Regions from separate parts of the Gossypium hirsutum genome. Here region 2 is linked to region 1. Evidence: chromatin contacts called from public Hi-C data. All regions are on one chromosome and are shown on one strand. The core of a region is the stretch at or near the end of the contact, and the rest is flanking DNA. Distances in the headings are between cores, read along the strand shown. Region 1 has its middle 6.1 kb from the start of LOC107950507. Region 2 holds the start of LOC121215303 (tRNA-dihydrouridine(20) synthase [NAD(P)+]-like).

Region 1 (3,197 bases), core at 201-2,700:
AGAAGTGGGAAAAGTAAGACTTTAATCCAAGTTTATACATACCACTAATTATGAATAAAGGGTATCTGACATTTTGGTTTATTTTTTGATCTTCTGTCTAAAGTTTCTCTTACCCAATGGAAGTCAAAACCCAAAAGCTGCATGTCCATTGACTGTTACTTATAACTTGTATACATTAGAGTCATTTAATGATAATAATTATAATAATTAATTGCTTGGTCATCATCAAGAATCTCTGCTTTTAACAAAGGTTTTTGCAGTCCTTTTCAGTTAAAAACTGAGTTTTTTTTGGGATATTTAGCTTGATTAATCACTACTTTTTAGTGTAGATTTAGTCTTTTAAGTTTGAATGTATTTAAATTATTAGTTTAATCATAATTTGTAATAATTAAGTTCGATGAGAGTTATTTGAAAGGTTATTATTTGTATGCGATTTTAAGGGGTAGATAGTAATTTTGGCCTCTTAAAATAGAAAAATTATTTTTAAATCTCTTGAAAAATCATAAAATTATAAATTAATATAATAGAAAATTACCTTTTAGCCTCCCCAAATTCATAATTCAATTTTGCTTTCTAAATTTTTGAGTAAATATACATTTTGATACTTAAATTTGATTCTGGGGTTTAAAATTATATCTAAAGTTTTTTTTTGTTTAATTAGATACTTGTACTTGTACTTGGCTTATCGGTCCAAATTAGTACTTAGTTGTTTGAACTATTTTGACATATTAAGACAAGTTTAGATGTTAATTTAAATCAAAAAACAAATTTAAATACTTAAATGGAACAAAATAAACTTGAAGTACCAAATTGAATATTAATGTGTGCCTTCATACAAAAACCAAATACAATGAAAAGATTCCATTTGTGTCTGATGGAAGAAGCTTAACTCAAAAAATTATTTGATTAGCAGTTTATGTCTCATTGTCACAAGAGATTTTTTCTTCCTAACAAATAGTTGCTAATTGTAATAATAAGTGATGAAATGGACAAGACATGAGATCTCAGATATTTCTACTTATTACAAGACTATAGCCCCTTGATAACATGCAACTGTTTTGAAAAGGTTGTTTTGGTGTCGATCTTTAAATTTTTTTTACTATTAAATATTGATTTTTTTAAAAATTTTAATTATCCCTTTAAAACTCAATGTCACATTCCGCCATTGATGTAAAATGATGTAATTGAGAGAACTTTGGGATCTAAGAAGACAGGTACGAACTTTGATTCTCAGAATGACAGAATTGTAAATTTAGTTTTCTTTTAAAATCATAAAATTACTTATTAATATAAAAATAAAATTGCGTTTTCATTTTTCTGATTTCACCTCTACTCGTATTTTGTATGTAGAAAAATAGAAAAATGAAGACAGGTAAGGGTGGTCCATACATGACTCCATAGACAACTTGGAGGGACACATTAATAGGGGGACCATGGGCCAGTGAGAGGGCATGTCTTATCCACTTGCAGTATTACCCCAACACGAAGCCTGTGGGCTTACAAAGGAGCATTCTGACCTAAATACTGTGAAAACATGTGCTTCAAAATTGAATTGGAAAACCACTAAAGATAGTGCAAAATAAACAGGTTTTTTTAGGGGGTTCATAATTTCAGGTTTATTAAGAGATTCACTTTTTTTGTTTTTGAATGCACTAATGTTGTTTACTGGGTTTTGTCTCTGCTGTTTCTGGAACAGTTGGGGCGGGGGGGGGGGGACTATTGCATTAATGTTGTAAGAAGTTGACAAAAGACAAGACAAAGGTTGTTTTTGCAGGCTTTGATGTCTTTTTTTTTTTACCATGTAGGCATTGTTTGGAATTATCTCTTTGCCTGGTTGCTCTTGACAGGGTATTTGTTTGCAATGGTTTGTTTTTTTTTAAACATTCAGACAACTTCACTTCAAAAAGCAAGAAAGAAACTGATAATGATTTCTCTTGATCTGGTTTTTCAGCTATGTTTGCCTGTTTTTTTCCTTACAAGATCTCAATCTTTCATACATTCTTTACATTCCATTTATGATAATCAGACATTAGGGCATGAAATGTTATAGGTATTGAGTATGAGATTGAAGTTTCAAAGCTCCATGTTTAAAGCTATTGGAGCTGGAAACCAATGCCATAAAAATCCTTTACTCACTTTGTTTTAAGGAAATCATACGTGGTTGACATAAGTTATGTTACTTAAAAATATGTATACTATTTATCTTTTAACTAACTCAATTGGTTTTAATCAAGGTAGTCAGTACTGTATCGATAGATGTATTGTTTTTGTCTTGGTACTGATCCCGGCATGTTTTGGTGTACCGTTTCAGGTTTATCAATGCTTTTATATATTATATATATATTCTTATTTTTAGTTTCTTGATAAATTATATATTATTTTGATAAAAAATAAATTATACGTTATACATACATGCATGCAGATATATCTCAATTACATCCATATAAATATATTTATATGTAAATATAAAATATAAAATTATTAATTAGGTTCAATAATTCAATTTAGTAGCTTTTAATTTTAAATATAATTATAGAAAAATTAAAATGATTAAATATCAATTTTTTGTATCAGTATGCACCGGTATTGACCGAAACGGGCTGAAACGCATCGAAATGGCCGAAGCACATCGAAATTTTGACCAGAACAAAACATAGACTATTTAGTACCAGTTTTGGACTAGAACGATATGTACCAACCGATGCAACTAGTATTGGTACGATACTGACTACTATGGTTTTAATAAGAAATTGATTTCTAGAATAAAGTAGTGTATTCGATAACCGGTTCAATAGATTCTAAGTCACTGCACAATTTCTTAATTTATGACGTGGCTCGAACAAACAACTACAATCTTCTCATTTTTATCTTTAAACTATAATAATTGACTTAAAAAGAATCTCACGAGATTGTGTTATAATAAAATCTCACTTTAAACGTAAGTTCCAGCTTCAGAAAATATGTTTGTATGAAGTTATGTACAAGCCATAACCCATGTTGTTTTTGTTGATGATCTCAGTTTTAGTTAAGTGTAGGATTCCAAGCCCAAATAGAGCCTTAAACTGCTCGGCTTGGGTGGCCTTTCTTTTGGTTTATGTGGATCTTGGGTTCCATGTCTACTAAGGGATTCCCATGATATATTTGTATGTATACTTCTTTTTGGTAATAGATATTATCAAATTCATTACTATTTTATA
Region 2 (3,197 bases), core at 425-2,924, 130 kb after region 1:
ATGTAAAAAATTATTTAGTCTAATATAAAAAAAATCAAAAGTGACCGAATTAAAAGAATAGCAAACCGGATTGAATTATGATGGATGGTTTAAAAATTTTCAAAAATTTTGATTGAACCGAACCGATTTCATATAGAGGTGTTAACATAATTCATGCATTGCTCAAGCCTATTCTAGTCCAAAATATGAACCTAAATTTTGTCAAAAATGACTTAATTTATTTACAAATGACTAATCCATACTTATTTTAATTTTCTAAATTATGTTTTTTAATTTAGAATTTTAAATATAAACCACTTAACAAGCATTTTTTAATTTACATTATAATATTATATATATAAATTTTATGGGAAAAAAATCACTAAAATAATATATTGCAATATTTGGAAAGAGTTAGATTAGACTAAAGCTCCGTTTGTTTTACTGACAATTACTTACGGGAAATATTTTCTATATTCTCTTGTGTTTGTTTCATAGAAAACAGATTGGTTAACGGAAAATGACTTATAGATCAACATTTTTTCACTTACCCTTTTGAAAAGCGTAAGTCATTTTCCGGAAAAGAGATCCTCTATGAGTAATTTTATTTTGATATAAAAATTAACTTAAATAAAGTTTAATATTATTATATTGATAATAAAGTTTATTTTTATTTTTAAAAATATTTAAAATATTATAATTTTTAATATTACTAAACATACGTATTTAATGGTTTATATTTAATTATATAATAAATTATTAATATAATTTAATATTTTAATAAATTATTTAATATTTAAATTTTATTTTAATAATAAATTTTAAAAAATAATTTTAAATAATATTCTTCACATATTATTGAAAATATTTAATTTTAATATTTTAATAATAAATATTTATTAAAATTATAAATATATTGATAATAAATGTTTTGTAGTATAAATGTTAAAATATGCCATAAGTCCATGTACTCGTTAAAAATTTAGAATTTAATCCCTATACTTTTATTTTCAAGAATTTATTCTCTCTACTTTTTAGATTTGATAATCAAGTTCAATTGTTAACATTGTTAAAATTTTATTGTCAATTTTGTTGATTTCACATTTTTAAATAAAAATACCCACTTGTTAGTCATGTAACTAAAAAATGATGTTGTAATGGATCTGAATTTAACAAAATATTTTTAGTATATGCAAAAATAATATAAAATATAAATTTATAGATATAAAATAAACTCAATTAAGCAATAAAAAATAAGAAAATCTCAAATGCATGTTTGTTTCATTGAAAATAATTTTTATGAAATATTTTCAGTAAATTTATCAAACAAAAGAAAATATTTTACACAGATTCATTCAAACACTAAAAAATATTAGCTTTTTCCAAAAAAAGTAAATCAATTTTAAAAAATATTTTTTAAAAATTATTTTCAGTGAAATAAACGAAGCTTAAGCTCGACCTTAAATATTGAAAATCAAATCTGACCTATATTTTAAATCAACTTAAAATTTTTTGTCCAAATCAAATTCGAGCAACTTGAACGGGCAAAATCGGGCCGTGAAGAATTCTATTTATAAATTAGATTTTTTTTAGATTTCAAATTAGTGTCATCATTAATGGGCTCAGAACTTGAGATTTAGAGTTAGGGTTTTAGGCCTTACTTCTTGGTGAAGCCCAATTCTTAAAAAAAGTAAGTTGATTCTGTTGCCAGGCGCCGGATTTCGCCGTTTAAAGTCGTTCCACACAATTTTTGCGTGCGTTTTTGTTGCTACTGTTGCTCGTATCTGCCGTCAACTCCGAAGCAGCAACAATGGAGTACGAGAACAAGCTCGTTCTCGCTCCCATGGTTCGAGTTGTAAGTAAATTGAACTCCCGTTACCAAATTCTCACTTTCTTAATCAGTTCATCTCTTCGTTTTGAAATTTCGTTTTGTAATTGGACTTCTTTTTCTTGGTTGATCCAGGGAACGCTGCCATTTAGATTACTAGCGGCTGATTACGGTGCAGATATTACATACGCTGAGGAAATTATTGATCACAAGATTATCAAATGTGAGCGCATAGTTAATGGTACGTTACACTTGTTTTTCTTCTTTTCTGAACTTACTGAATAATTCCGTTAATGCAACAAATTTTAGGACTATTCTTCTTCTTTTTGCCTTAATAAGGTTAGCTTTAATCTCATGGCCATGCACATGCTTTTAGCTTTTCGAAATAATTGGAATATCAATTCATAAAAGACTTTATTTTTTCAATGAAAGTGAGACAGAGGATTGGAAAGAGGATAGCACCGTCTTTTAATGTTTTGCCGTTTGTTTCTCTCGGATGATTGAAATTGATTTGATTTAGTCATATTTGTTTCTTTTTCCATTATTGTTTTTTGCAGATTATATCAGATCAACTGATTTTGTTGAGAAGGGAACGGATAATGTTGTCTTTAGAACCTGTAATGAAGAGAAGGGTCGGGTTGTATTTCAAATGGGCACTTCTGATGCTGTGAGGGCTCTAAAGGCTGCTCAATTAGTGTAAATTTTATACCAGTTTGGCATTCTTTTTTCTTCTTGTCATGCAGTTGCAATGATGCTCATGAACTGCCCCCCCTCCCTCTTTTGTTTGCACCATCCTTTTATGCGTGTCATTTTTATTCTAGATGAGTACTATTAATTACGTAATGATAATCTAGAAAATGATCCTTTTATTGTGTTACATTCTCAAGTGTTATCATCAAATGACTTTCTTTCTTGTCTCTTATGGAAAACTCTAGTTTAGAATTCTCTTCGGCATACAGAAGATGGCTTGAGCTGTAGGCTATTGGAATCCACAAAGGTTTTTTATCAAGCCATAACTATACTGATAATGGTTAAATTTGGAATCCACCCGCATTTGCAACTGAATCAGTTTTATGATAAACTAATCCTTTATCCATGGAGCCTAGGGCTGGTTAATTTGCTTTTTGTTCTTCAATGTTAGTTATGCTCCTGATAACTCCGGTTTATCATGACAATAGATGATTGATTTATTAAATGCATAATTCATGTTAAGGGGTGTCTTTATTTTTTCCAAAAATTTAAGTGATTATGATAATTTGATCATTGCTCCATTCCAACTACTTGTCTAACAAGTATATGATTATTTTATGCAAATTATTATTCTATTTTTTATGATGTTGGAAATAATTAATATAAGCAAAGTCAGGATTTCTTTTTGACCTTTTTAACG

The links. Hi-C and Micro-C count contacts between places; a contact is called where the count stands out from the background.
Region 2: a contact with region 1 is called in a Hi-C map of leaf, with 2.1 times the contacts expected there. The contact joins the promoter of LOC121215303 here to the enhancer-like site in region 1. A contact is called at or near these places in 2 of 34 Hi-C or Micro-C datasets (both in leaf).

What each region holds. Positions count from the first base shown.
Region 1 is chrD03:3,625,976-3,629,172 of Gossypium_hirsutum_v2.1, forward strand. No RefSeq gene overlaps it. Among protein-coding and RNA genes, the nearest start is that of LOC107950507, 6.1 kb to the right of the region's middle. Within about 2 kb of position 1,451, at least 3 of the 9 cell types and tissues checked have an H3K27ac peak or open chromatin away from gene starts, as enhancers often do. A contact at or near this core is called in leaf, where this site is marked.
Region 2 is chrD03:3,757,147-3,760,343 of Gossypium_hirsutum_v2.1, forward strand. LOC121215303 (tRNA-dihydrouridine(20) synthase [NAD(P)+]-like) reads left to right here and starts at 1,675. Exons shown (of 9, transcript XM_041089632.1): 1 at 1,675-1,834; 2 at 1,943-2,048; 3 at 2,365-2,503. The coding sequence starts at 1,790.